2 separate regions of the Mus musculus genome follow, and region 1 is linked to region 2. A link is a contact called in public HiChIP or PLAC-seq data. All regions are on one chromosome and are shown on one strand. Each heading gives the region's core, a stretch centred on a gene start, on an enhancer-like site or on the middle of the called end of the contact. The rest is flanking DNA. Distances are from core to core; before and after follow the strand shown.

Region 1 (6,205 bases), core at 2,576-5,075, 920 kb before region 2:
GACGATGCCATTTTTACTCTAGGAACAAAATGAAGGGAAAGCAGTAAGACAATTAGAGCAAACTGGCTCCACAGAACCAAATTTTAATATCACACTAATGAAAACTCAGTGGAGAACAAACCGAAGGTCCGAAGCACTGCTATGCAGGGAGGAAAAAAGAGGCATGTAACTGTCTCCTCCTCCTGTCAGAGGGATAGATGATCATGGCTCAAATTCCCAGCGAGCTGTATGATAAAGTAGAATGCATATGTTACTGTGGTACAGCACTTTATGCTGAATAAAATAAAGCCAAGACCTAGCACGTGGAATAAAAACATTTTGCCAGATACTGTGAATAAAGCAGTGAATAAAAAAAGTTCACACCTCAAGGAGATTATTTCTACTGAGTGAGTCAAATGACCAAGAAATTTACAATACAACTATAAACAGAGATAAGCATTACCCAGATACCAGCAATTACACAGAGAGTTGGTACTAGGGCAAAAGCTGCTCCTGGGCATCTATGGAAAAAACGACTCTACCTAGTGAGTCTGGATCGGAAATCTGAAGGAAATCAAGGACGGACTTTTCAAAAGTAGGGAACAAACACACTCTAGGGGACAGGGCACAGGTTTTGTTGGATGCCTAGGAAATCAGCAAAAGCCTTGAATTAAGAGCAGAATTAGTCCAAAGGAAACGATTAAGACAACAGCCAGCAGGCAAAGTTATACTCATCAACAGCTGAGAGGGCCCCAGGGGACAACAAAAAATCTGCTGTGAGGAAGAAATGATTTAGGTGCCAGAATAAATAAGTTGCTGATTTTTGGTTGTGAAAATGAACTACAATTAAAGCTTTATGTCATCTGTCCTTCTGTCGAAGAGAAAAGCTGACCGATAGTGTATACAGTCACAACAAAGAGAGATAAAGACCAGGCCAATGCAAGGTAGAGAACTTTTAAAAATCAAGTTTAAAAAAAAAAAGGAAAAAATAAGAAATCTTGGAAGCGTTAAGAGGAGAGCCAAAACACGCAGTCCCCATATAGGCAAGCAAGTATTCTATAAGAACACATGGTGCCGGGCATTGGTGGCGCATGACTTTAGTCCCAGCACTCAGGAGGCAGAGGCAGGTGGATTTCTGACTTCGAGGCCAGCCTGGTCTACAGAGTGAGTTCCAGGACAGCCAGGGCTACACAGAGAAACCCTGTTTCGAGAAAACAAAAACAAAAAAAAACAACAAGAACAAAAACAAAAAAAAGAACACACGGACAACCATAGGTTAGCTCCACCTGTGATAATTTATCAGCCTTCTATTACAAAATGAAAGACTACAAAGTTCCATTAGACAATGCAGAGCTTTGTAACTTATCCCCAGGAAGATATCACACATAAAAGGATGCTTAGAGCTCTTTAAAAAACTGAGGCAAGAGTGAGGACATACTGAATGACAGATAAGGGAAAGAGCCTGTAGGTTGCTGTCAGTTCTCTGACAACCATCACCCCACTGGCTTCCAGACCACCTCACTCTCACTTAACAGGTAGAGTGAAGACTTGGACATATTATTCCAATGCTAACTCTACCTGGGCACCATTGAATAACTGAAATGAGCAATGGTGAGAAAGATGCCAACACTGGTACTTAATTTGTTGCTACAGAAAACAAAAATTCCAGACTATTGTATGAGTCCGATCTCATTATTCCCCATCAGGAAAATACCTAATGACCAAACCCTTCATGGGTCCCTACTGCTTACTGCCTTGGTCAGCATGTAAGAAAGACCCTTGGTGATCTAATTTCCTGGTTACTTCTGCAATCTCATCAAACAAACAGTAATTAAACCATGTTCAATTTCTTTAAGTGTATCCAACGTACCTCTTTTCAAGCAGCAGTTCATCTGCCTACACCAATATGCCGGATTCTACTCTGTCTACATTCAACCCAAACTCCTATTCCTCATTGAGTCTGTGTACACCTTACCCTGAAAGGCTTCTGCAAACCACCTGAGAAGGATCACTCCCTGGCACCATCAGTCCACACTTACAAATGTCTGCACATTTCGGCAAACAATTTCCTACACTAACTCTTGAGTGTTCTATGAGCACAGATTCTGTTCTGGATCTCTGTAGCTAACTGGGTCTAATCTGAAGGACTGGTTTTCCCACTAGAAGAAATTAATCATGAGCACAGAGAACACAGTGATACAAGCACCTGTCTCTACATTTCAGCAGGAAAGATAAAGAAATTCTAAGATGGCTCTAGAAAAACCAAACAATTATGTAAAGGCAGGCACAGGGCACATGAAGGCTTCCATCATCTTCAATGACTGCCCTTTTCATCTCCCCAGCCCCATTCCAGTCTGAATACGGAATCCTCTAATGAACAGGGATAGCAGCAATAACCTACTATAAAGGGAGAACCAACACTCTGATCATTTTTATTGCTAAGGTGTGTGTGTGGGGGGGGGGGGGTTGATAAAAGGTAATATTGCGTAATTCATTTTTATTTACACAAATTTAATTGTGTAATCAATATATATTTAATTATATGTTGAAATTGTTCTTGACATAGTACTTTTACAATCATTAGAAAATGTTAAGTTGCTGAAAAATAGTGCATGACATTACTGAGAAACATCGCCGGGAGCTTCAGTTTGGACACTCCAAAGTCACTTAAAAGGGAGTATTTATCTGTGGTACTTGCATACACACACATGTGCCAGTGTGCTTGCATGTATTCATAAGCTTGAAAGGGGCTTTTTAAAAATCAGCGTTCAGAACAAGTGAATTAATGCCATTCAAAATGATTTCACGGTTTAAATCCACAAAACAAAGGACCTTAATAATGGCAAAGACTTGGTACCTTCATAAAAACAAAAGTAGTTTATAAATCATGCCCTACAAAATGAAACAAATGGGAACAAAATTTGGTCTTAATACTCAGAAACCATTCTGTTACAAGAAAGACGAAGACTTTATCATTGGACCCCTTTCTGTCTAGTAGTGACTCTTCTCAAGACAGCATTGCTTATTCTGCCTCGGAACAGGTTTTACAACTTCTAGGTAATTCATGACCTGTTCTAGAATAATTACGGCCACGTAACATCTTACACATAACCGAGAGCATTTAGATTTTTTTTTTCACGCCTACGGGGAGGAGGGGAAGCTGTGTGTATGTGTAAAAATTTCAGAAACCCGTGCACCTGAATACTCACTCATTCTAAGTCTTGACGAACAGAAATCAGAGCCAAGTCAGACAACGTGAAGGTGCATTGGCATAGACAAGAGGAAGGTAAACAGTGCAAAACTCCTGTTTCGTGTTAAACAAACGGAAAGTTTTGGGTTCTCGGGGAGACACTTTCTTGGGGCTAATCAGACCTAAAAGATGGTTCGCTGAGACCGGAAAGGCCCGCAAACAGATTGCAGGAATATGTTTTCACCTTGGTTGGCTAAAAGCTGCACACGCGTGGGATTCCTGGCCATCGGGTGCGTCCCCTGCCCGGGCTCCGGGTCCCCAGATCCGAGTTCTACCCCGAACCCTATCCAGATCTCAATCTGGACTTGCCAGCGCCGCGTCCACCCTCCCGCCGGCCTCACCTTGGTTACAAAAAAGGCTCCACAGTTTAGCGAAGATCAGCCCCATCATGAGCCCCGGACGGGACAGACTTCCTGGGCAGCACTCGGCGGCAGGTGCCGCGGCGCCCGCGGTGGAACCGAGGGGAAGCCGATCCGGAGCCGCGGAGCCTCAAGAGTCCAGCGAAGCTTTGGTCCTCCGCGGAGCCGGGAACCGCCGCAGACTCCTTTGTTCGCAGCGCGCTGAGCCCAGCCCCGACCCGTAGTCGCTCGGTCTGCGCCCACCTACCCTGCACAGCCTGGGCTGGCCACGAGCCCCGCCCCCGCCCCGCCTCCCCACCTACGCCCGGGACCACCCATCGCCGGAAGGTCGGCACGTGACGTCGGCGCGCTGACGTCAGCGGGCGCCTGGGACGTGGCGGGTCCTCCCTGTACACTTCCGGTGTGCGGATGGTGGGCGGGCTTGGCGTCTGCGGAGGCGGGGTGTGGCCGATCTGGGGATTTCCTCGGCGCGCGCTCCCTCTCCTGCCACTCTGAAGAAACGCGGACTGAGGTCCAGAGCAGCGGTCATCCCCGAGGCCTGGCCACCGCGTCCCTCGCTGCTGACCGCCTGAGGAACCTCAGCTGGCGCGGTCCTCTGACTGAAGCGGAGGAGTGGGTTTCCGTTCCTGTCCCAGTGTTGGGATTCTAGCGTGATTCTTAATTCTGAATGGAATTGATAGGGACGTGCGTGCTGGAATGCCTGTAGCCAGGGTCCAGTTAAGTTTCTAAAATCAAAGTGCCATCAGTTTGGCCAAGCGTTAGGTGTGGTAGTTAATCTCAAAATCCTTACCAGTTGAAACTGGAAACTTCATAGGCCAGACTAGTCCTTGAGGCCACCTGGCGGGCCCCACATAACCAGAGAAGAAGCCTGCCAGCCTGACCTTGTAACAAGGTAAACTGTCCCATGACCTATTCCAAATAAAACAAATGAGTATAGCTTAAGATGCCCTGCTAGTGGCCGGGCGTGGTGGCGCACACCTTTAATCCCAGCACTCGGGAGGCAGAAGCACGCGGATTTCTTGAATTCAAGGCCAGCCTGTTCTACAGAGTGAGTTCCAGGACAGCCAGGGCTACACAGAGAAACCCTGTCTCGAAAAACAAAACAAACAAAAAAAAGATGCCCTGCTAGTGCTACACTTCAAAGGACAGTGAAGACTTGAAAACTCGGGTACAAGATCACAACAACTTCTTGATACTAAACCATAGCTCCAGCCTCTCCTACAGAGGAAAAGTTGTACTGATCCTGTTCAAACATAGCTTTAATGATCATCCGTTGGACTACAAATTTGAATGAGTTTGTGGTTGCGCAAACTTATCATTTCTACTTTTGGCCTCATTATTAAAAAGCCGACTTAAGATTCTCTAACGCCCTTTTCAGGTTAGAATTTAGAAATTTGAAAGTTTTGCTAACCTGAAGGAAAAGAAACTTACTCTGACTGAAACAAATGATAGATGCTCACAAATACAGTTGAATATTGCCTAAACTAATAAATGCTGATGCATGTACTGATGTTAGGAAAAAATGGAACTTGTTTATACTGTACATGTGTATTGACTATATATGTATGTATATATATAATACATTATATATACATATATATGTAATGCTTGTCAGAAATGTAATGAAAATAGAAAAATCTGAGCATAAGCGTCTTAAATGTAGCTCAAAAACTAAATACTTTTTCTTTAAATATCCCTTTAAGGTTTTGTTGAGACTAATTTCAGTGTTGCCTTTGGTATACAAGAGGTAATATTGATGTGTATCATGGTGCCACTTGAAAATGAATATAGTTTGAGTTCATGAGATAAGAATAACTTCGTGAAAATATTATGAAATGACAACTTTCAGTGAAGTAGAATCCCATTAAAATGTCTCCAACAAAATATAAGTACTAAATTAGTATAAAATAAACTGAAGTTTCAAGGAAGTAAAATGTTAACTTACAAGGCCTAAAAAAAGGAAAATTATATAGATTAGGAGGAACCAATGTAAACTGACCAGGTGATACTTGGAAAAACTTGATATATTTGGCATTGAGTTCAACTTATTAATCAGTTAAGTTAGATCAGTTTGTACAGGCCTTGAAAAAAAGAGAGTTCAAGAAACTGTGTGTTCTGCCAGCTCAGGAAAAAAAGCCACTCTTCAAAAACATCAAACATTTTCATGTCAATTACAATTTTAATCCAGTTTGCTGATTTCCAGATGAACCAGGGTTGATTGAGTGCCCATACGGAAGTTCTTTTCTGCCATATGGTCGAAGAAATCAATATAATTTCATTCAGGAATATCCTATTAGACACTTTTAGATGCTGTAGATGATTAATTGTTGAAAACAATTTAATATCATTCTTGAAAGTAGAAAAGAATGTATTGATAAATTTCTGATGAAGTTGTTTTAAAATTCACAGAGGTTACACAATACCTTGAGCTTCATAATTTTTGCTAGACCAAAATATCTTTAAGTTTATGACTCTGCTCATATGTGAGCAGTGTGGCTTTTTTCTCTCCTCTGTACTTCTGGGATCACCATAGCAAGCCTCCCCAGAGTTTTCTCCAGTGAGTCTCCCAACAGGTGCTTGGAAGCTGTCACCTTGTGCTTATCATTTGGAGACATGC
Region 2 (6,215 bases), core at 3,442-5,941:
ATTATTATTATTGCAAAATGTATGAAGCCATTTGAATTGTGCTACCTAGTCATTACCACCATCAATATTTGGAACTACCCCTAGAAATCAATGCACTTCAATAAGGCTCAGTATGGGCACTGGATGAGGCTTTTATCTGTATAATGGAGAAAGAAATTGTAAAAGAGAAGAGAAAAAATGGAAAATGATGACAGGAAGTGTTCTAACACACACCAACTTCAGGAATTATTACAAGAAATGAAGTCCTGAAAAGAGTGTTATACACTGGTCTATACCAGGCGCCAGAAATTAAGCAGAGGACTACCCAATCTCTTTGGTTACTTAAGCACAAAGGCAGCTAGAAAAATATATAAACGAATGTAGTGGTACTTCAAATTTGGCCTGCTGGGAACAGTATCCTGTATGGCTTGCTAATTCCATCATTTAATACTTTACTGTAAAGTAAATTTTAGTGGATTAATATTTTGTTTTACCAATTCAATACAATATTGATACTGCTATTCAAAACAACACTATTAATAGGTGTGAATATAATTTAATAGCTATTGAGTACATGGAAAAACATGCATTTTCACAGAGCACCAATAAAACTATAAAATCTCCCATCTGCTCAACAATTTCACAGTAGTTATTAACATGAAAAACACCTAGATCCTTTAATTTGGAAGTTCCATTCCTGGATATCTAAGCTAAGAAAATTAAACTAAACGTTAAAAAGAAAACAAACAAAAATCCTCATTATAAAACTCTTTATGATAGCAATTAAAATTAGAAACTGCCTAGGTGCCTAATACTTAAATGGAGCAATATAAATCCAATCTATAACATACTAGACAGGAATTCATATTCATTCTTATTATCACTTGTTCCTCTCTGTATAGCACTAGAGATCAGTTCAGAGTCTGACACATGCTACACAAATATTCAACTACTGAGCTATATCCTCAACTGTTACCAGAATAAAAATTAAGTAAGTTTAAGTAAGGTAGAAACGAAGTCAGAGAAGCTGTAACAAAGATATATGCTTTGTCTATATTGCCAACATTCTCAGAACAAGAAAACAAGCAATCCGGCTTCCATACAAAGTTCCCGTTACTATTAAGGAAATCACTCACCTCATCAATAAAGGCTGGTTCTGGTTCTGGTTCTATTGTCTCTATCTGAACATCATCATTGAACTGTACCGTCTTCTTCTCTGTTTTAACTGAAAAAAATACATAAAAATTAAATTTTCGTCAATATAGATCTAAAAGTTTAAGTCCTTAATAGAGAATATGGACTTTAGAGACTCTATATAAGGAATAACTGAGCTGCAGACAGCATAGACAACAGCGAACAGTACTTGATAAAGCTGAATAATTCTCTCTTGCAAAACTCTGTTTTCTATAAGAGATCTTACTAAAACTAAGTTATGTTTCTGAAATTAAAAATCACCTACTTCAGAATTAAAAGTTTAATACTGGCATATATAAGTAAGTTCTATAATTTAAAGCAACTGTTTCTAAATGACCTCAGCAGAAACCTGCACTGGCCAGCACATGAGCTTGACTCTCTAGGTTCATTTACGTACAGGTGAAACATTACAGTGAGGTTCAGCGAACTGGCCATATGCACATATTTTTCTTGCTCACCAATCTTTGAAGACCACTTAATGTTAACTAAAAATGTAAGGCTGTTTCCTATGGCAACCTCCAAGTAACACAAAAAACACAGACAAGTTCTCGAGAAGGATTATCTTGTTTGGATTTTTGGTTCTTGTATCAATTATACATAAAAATTAGGAATAAAGATGAAAATGGAGATGTCACAGTAGGAGAACTATGGACAGAAATAATATTCATTACACACCTTAATGTTCTCGATGAAATAGTAAATTTGCTTGATGAATTTCCAAAACAATCCTAAAAAGTATGCCTATTTTAAGAAAGTAGTTAGAAAGATTAAAATCTCTTGCACAAAAGAAAGCTAACAATTGGAGTGGCTGGATCTGAAAGTCAACTGCTCTTGTCTTTTAGCCCTACTACTGGAATCTGGCTTGTGGCTACTGTCTCGTTAACTGCAAAGGTAAGGAACACATTCATTACATTCAAGTCACCGTAAAGTAAAATTCTACAGACCAAAAAATAAATACATAAAATAAAATAAAGGTTTGGCTGATTCATTTCCCCATGGGGAAAAGCAGACATCTGCGACAGACATTCTGCTTGCCATCCTGCACTATTAACAAGTAGAAAACTGGGACATCTCTGCATTCACTGCTATTACCCAAAAGAAAACACATGGCAGACTTCACAGAACTTATAAGACACAAGTTTGCAGCCCCCTTTCTCATAGGAACTGATACTAAATGTGTATGATGTACTATTCACACATATATAGTGGCATATTTTCTCAATATCTGTCTCTAAAATCACATAAGTGAGGCATATGTGTGCATGTGACAGGTCAAGTAAGACTGGCTTCTGTTTCCTGTAAAAGAGTGATGCTACACACATTCTGCTAGCACATTCTCCAAAGCTGAGGATGAGGACTGATTATATAAGTTCTGATCTTCCTGTTTCTTGTACAGTGTCCAGAGTGAAACATATAAAAATCACAAGACTTATAGTAAAGCAGCAGAGTTGGATGAAAGAGAAAGACTTAAATAGCTACATATCAGACATATGATCTTGGCTCTCATCTTGAAAAGAAGCCCAAAGAAGTTCTAAGCTTGCCAACAGCTGACACTGAAAAGAGCCCAAAATACAAAAAGAAAAAAACCTCTAGCAGACCAGATTATTAAAAAACATGACACATTACGCATGGTAATTCAAATATGTCTATATAGGCTTTTAAATCTATTTTTAAAAGACTATGCATACATGTCGGTGTGTGTCAGTGTGTGTGCATACATGTCCGTGTGTGTGTCAGTGTATGTGCATGCACTTACAGGGACCCTAGAAGGGCAAAGGCAATAGATCCCCAGACTTACAGGTAGCCATTAACCATTCAATGTGGGCATGGGAAACAAACTTGGGTCGTCTGGAAGAACAGCATATGTTCTTACCCACAGATGCAACTCTCCAGTCTCCAAGTTTATGCAATTTTTAGTTTCAATGACTTTTTAGTTTTACCAATGGAGAACTGAATTAAAAAGATGGGTATCAAAATTCTTAGCCAGACAGTGGTGACACACACCTTTAAAATCCCAGCACTTAGGAGGCAGAGGCAGGCGGATTTCTGAGTTAGAGGTCAGCCTGGTCTACAGAGTGAGTTACAGGACAGCAAAGGCTACACAGAGAAAAAGATGGGTATCAGGATCTACCTCTACAAAAGTGAAATAGGACAACTTGGTAGCAATGAGAAAGGACCATTTTAAAGGTCCACAATTTCAGACTTGCTAGTAAAGGCTCTTCTTCACTGTTAACATGCATGTCCACGCCATATATTCTAAGAAGATGTATACAGTATATATTGTGGTTAAGATTCAGTACCAGGTGCAAAACAGCTACAACAAAGATTCTTCCTTAAATTTTTTGTCAACTAAAGAGGAATAACAGACCTTGTGGCATTTAACTAATTTTGAATCTTTCTACCTATTTTACAGAAAGAAAAAGTGAGAGATCCTGGCAGATGAGCACAGATTAGGAATTTATATATAAAAGTTCTTTTAAGATCCTGAACCTTTCAGTCACTAACCGAAGTCTTTCCACACTTCCCGTTTGTCAAATGATTCTTAATATGAAGATTTATCACAGCACAACTATGTACAGACTCTAGAGACAGGACACAGCACTATTAAAGGGCCCTGGCAATGTTATCTCCTACTTACATTACAGCTGCCAGTACTACTTCTCTACGATCACATTTGTTTTGTTTTCAATTTAGCAAGGTTTGAAATCAAACACAAAAGTCTTTATGTGACTGATTATATAAGATTTTACCTAGTTTCTGCAAATCTGACAGAGTGTGGCCATAAAGTGGTTTACGGGCTGTACTGAAAAGTCTAAGACTGGACAGCAGAAACACTCAGGAAACAGAGTCTGTAATGCTGCACTGCATTTGCCACGCTTTCTCGGGGATGAGAAAAGAATTCACAGTACAAGACTGCTTCGTGTATTTGTGCCTTTTATGGCACCTATTCAGAAGGAGAGAGAACAAATTCTGGCAGACGTAGATTATTTCTAGTAAGGATCTTTATTTGACTTTTAGAAACAAAGTGTGATTGCGTAGCTCTGAGTAGCCATCACTTGGCTGTGTAGCACCACTCCTTCATATCCTGGAACTGCAGGAGTGTTGGGATTACAAGCACGCACCATAATGTGCACCTTGGAATTTCATTGTTAAAAAAACCTAGAGGCAAAACACTTAAGTCATTTCCCTATAAAGTTGAGCTTACTCAACTTTCATCAAGATTATGGATAATCTACCATCTACCAACAGACTGAAAAGTACTTACTCATTTCTGGTTCAGCAGTAAGATCTGCAGTTACAAAATTAGAAGGAAAAAGCCCCACGCCTTGATGGGTTTCACCTTTCCACCAGTTGGGATCACTGTGACAAACAGGAAAAGAGTGTTTCATCATTAAGAAGGGCTTATTCTGTAGTCCTAGCATTTATCCTGCACTATCACCGCAATCCAGTAAAGGAGAGAGCAGTCTCTTCTCGCAAACAGCGAGTGAGGAGCTCCTGCGGCACCCACCATCCGTTAGTGAGGTTCTAAGGCAAACAGGAAGTGAGCCTCACCCACAGAAGCTTTTATAGCTGCAGTTCTTTCCCTCACAAGGTCAGTAAATCTTCGGAGAAGCAATAAAAAGCTAGGAACAGTGTAACGATTATAATCCGCCATGCTTTCCTGGTACTATTATGGTCTCGCATGGATTCCTAACAATACAGCAGAGTTTCGAATGTGGATTTTAGTTGTCTGTCTTTTGTTGCTGTTCTCATAAATAAGAACCTAAAAAATGTTTCAGTTTGTCAAATCACACGTGTAATGTTTATATGTAAACCTTCATATGCCAATCCCTACTGAGCTCCTGACTGTAGGCAGTTTCCCTGCCATGGGTTTTATTTTCTCAGAATCAAATACTCTATTTCAGCCGTTAATGCCATGGGCCTTATACACTTCTCCTTTCCAGCTTTGACACTGGTTATCAGAGCAAATCAAACAGGGTATTATTTATTTTCAATGAGAAATGTTTAATATTGTTTATTTCCTTCAGAATGTTAGAAGAAGTGCAGATCTGATGCATTATCTTTCAAAAGTAAACAAAGCTTGCATCATTCTCAACTTCAAAACCACAAAAAACAGAACAAACAAAAACTATGGACTCTTTTCCCCAAAAGAGGCCCTTAGGCGTACTGCCTTGAGTGTCAGGAGTCACCTGGGCTTCTATGTAAGAGATCTCTCACGCTACCCATAGCATATAACTTGAAACAAAACTGTCCCCGTGCCTTCCGTGGAAAAAGTCAGCAAGTGTTTAATCAACACTTTTCCAAAGAATTAATGACCACATTGCAATGCTAGCTAACGAGCCCAAGTTTTACATCAGTTTGTCTGCTTTATGAAAATATTAATGGTCTGAATGTCTATCTTCCTAAAATCCACGTGCTGAAATCTTGTCAGTGTCAGAAGGGGGAGTTTGGAAGGTGACTAATTCATGAAGGCAGAACTTTCTTCAATGGAACTGGTGACCTTATAAGAGTCCTGATCTCTTCTTTGCTCCTGCTGCTACATGTGAAAGCATGGTAAGAACACAGCTGTGTCTCAACCAGAAAGAGCCCTCACCATTTTCCAAATCTGCCAGAGCTTGGAGTTTTCAATCTCAGAATGTGGATAAGTAAATTTGGGCTATTTAAAAAGACTACAGCAATAAAATTTAAAGTCTTTTATAAAAATAACCTTTATCAATCCAAATTCATTTTTAAAAAGCAGTTACAAATTCTAATGCTTTATGATTCACTTTACATACAAAATCATGTGGGTAAACTCTAAAAACACTGATATTGCGTAGTTCTCCCATGATACCATAAGCAAAAAATTATTATGTTTTATATGGATATATGGTTCTGTATGGATACTATCAAGAGATCATGAACTTCTTCAAATAAACCCACCATATCTTCTAAAACTTTAATCTTTTAAACAATTTAACAATTTAAATTATTGGATGGAGCAAAACAAAACAGGTTTCTAAAACAAATAAAAATTATTTAAGTAACATAAATTAGGGGGA

Evidence for each region. HiChIP or PLAC-seq counts read pairs in DNA pulled down with a chosen protein or histone mark.
Region 1: an H3K4me3 HiChIP or PLAC-seq map of pro-B cells shows a contact between it and region 2, with 3 times the contacts expected there. The contact joins the promoter of Arl5b here to the enhancer-like site in region 2. A contact is called at or near these places in 3 of 39 promoter capture datasets (the C10 cell line, hippocampal neurons and pre-B cells), 1 of 484 Hi-C or Micro-C datasets (CD8 T cells) and 4 of 115 datasets of contacts at active chromatin or transcription factors (astrocytes, large pre-B cells, memory CD8 T cells and 1 more).

Annotation. Positions count from the first base shown.
Region 1 is chr2:15,052,940-15,059,144 of GRCm38.p6, reverse strand. It overlaps Arl5b (ADP-ribosylation factor-like 5B), which reads right to left and starts at 3,825. Exons shown (of 6, transcript NM_029466.5): 1 at 3,571-3,825. The coding sequence starts at 3,616. It also overlaps a transcript of Nsun6 not described here.
Region 2 is chr2:14,129,342-14,135,556 of GRCm38.p6, reverse strand. Stam (signal transducing adaptor molecule (SH3 domain and ITAM motif) 1) reads right to left here. Exons shown (of 14, transcript NM_011484.3): 8 at 4,439-4,533; 9 at 1,116-1,204. Among named protein-coding and RNA genes, the nearest start is that of Tmem236, 42 kb to the left of the region's middle. Within about 2 kb of position 4,691, at least 99 of the 459 cell types and tissues checked have an H3K27ac peak or open chromatin away from gene starts, as enhancers often do. A contact at or near this core is called in CD8 T cells, memory CD8 T cells and pro-B cells, where this site is marked.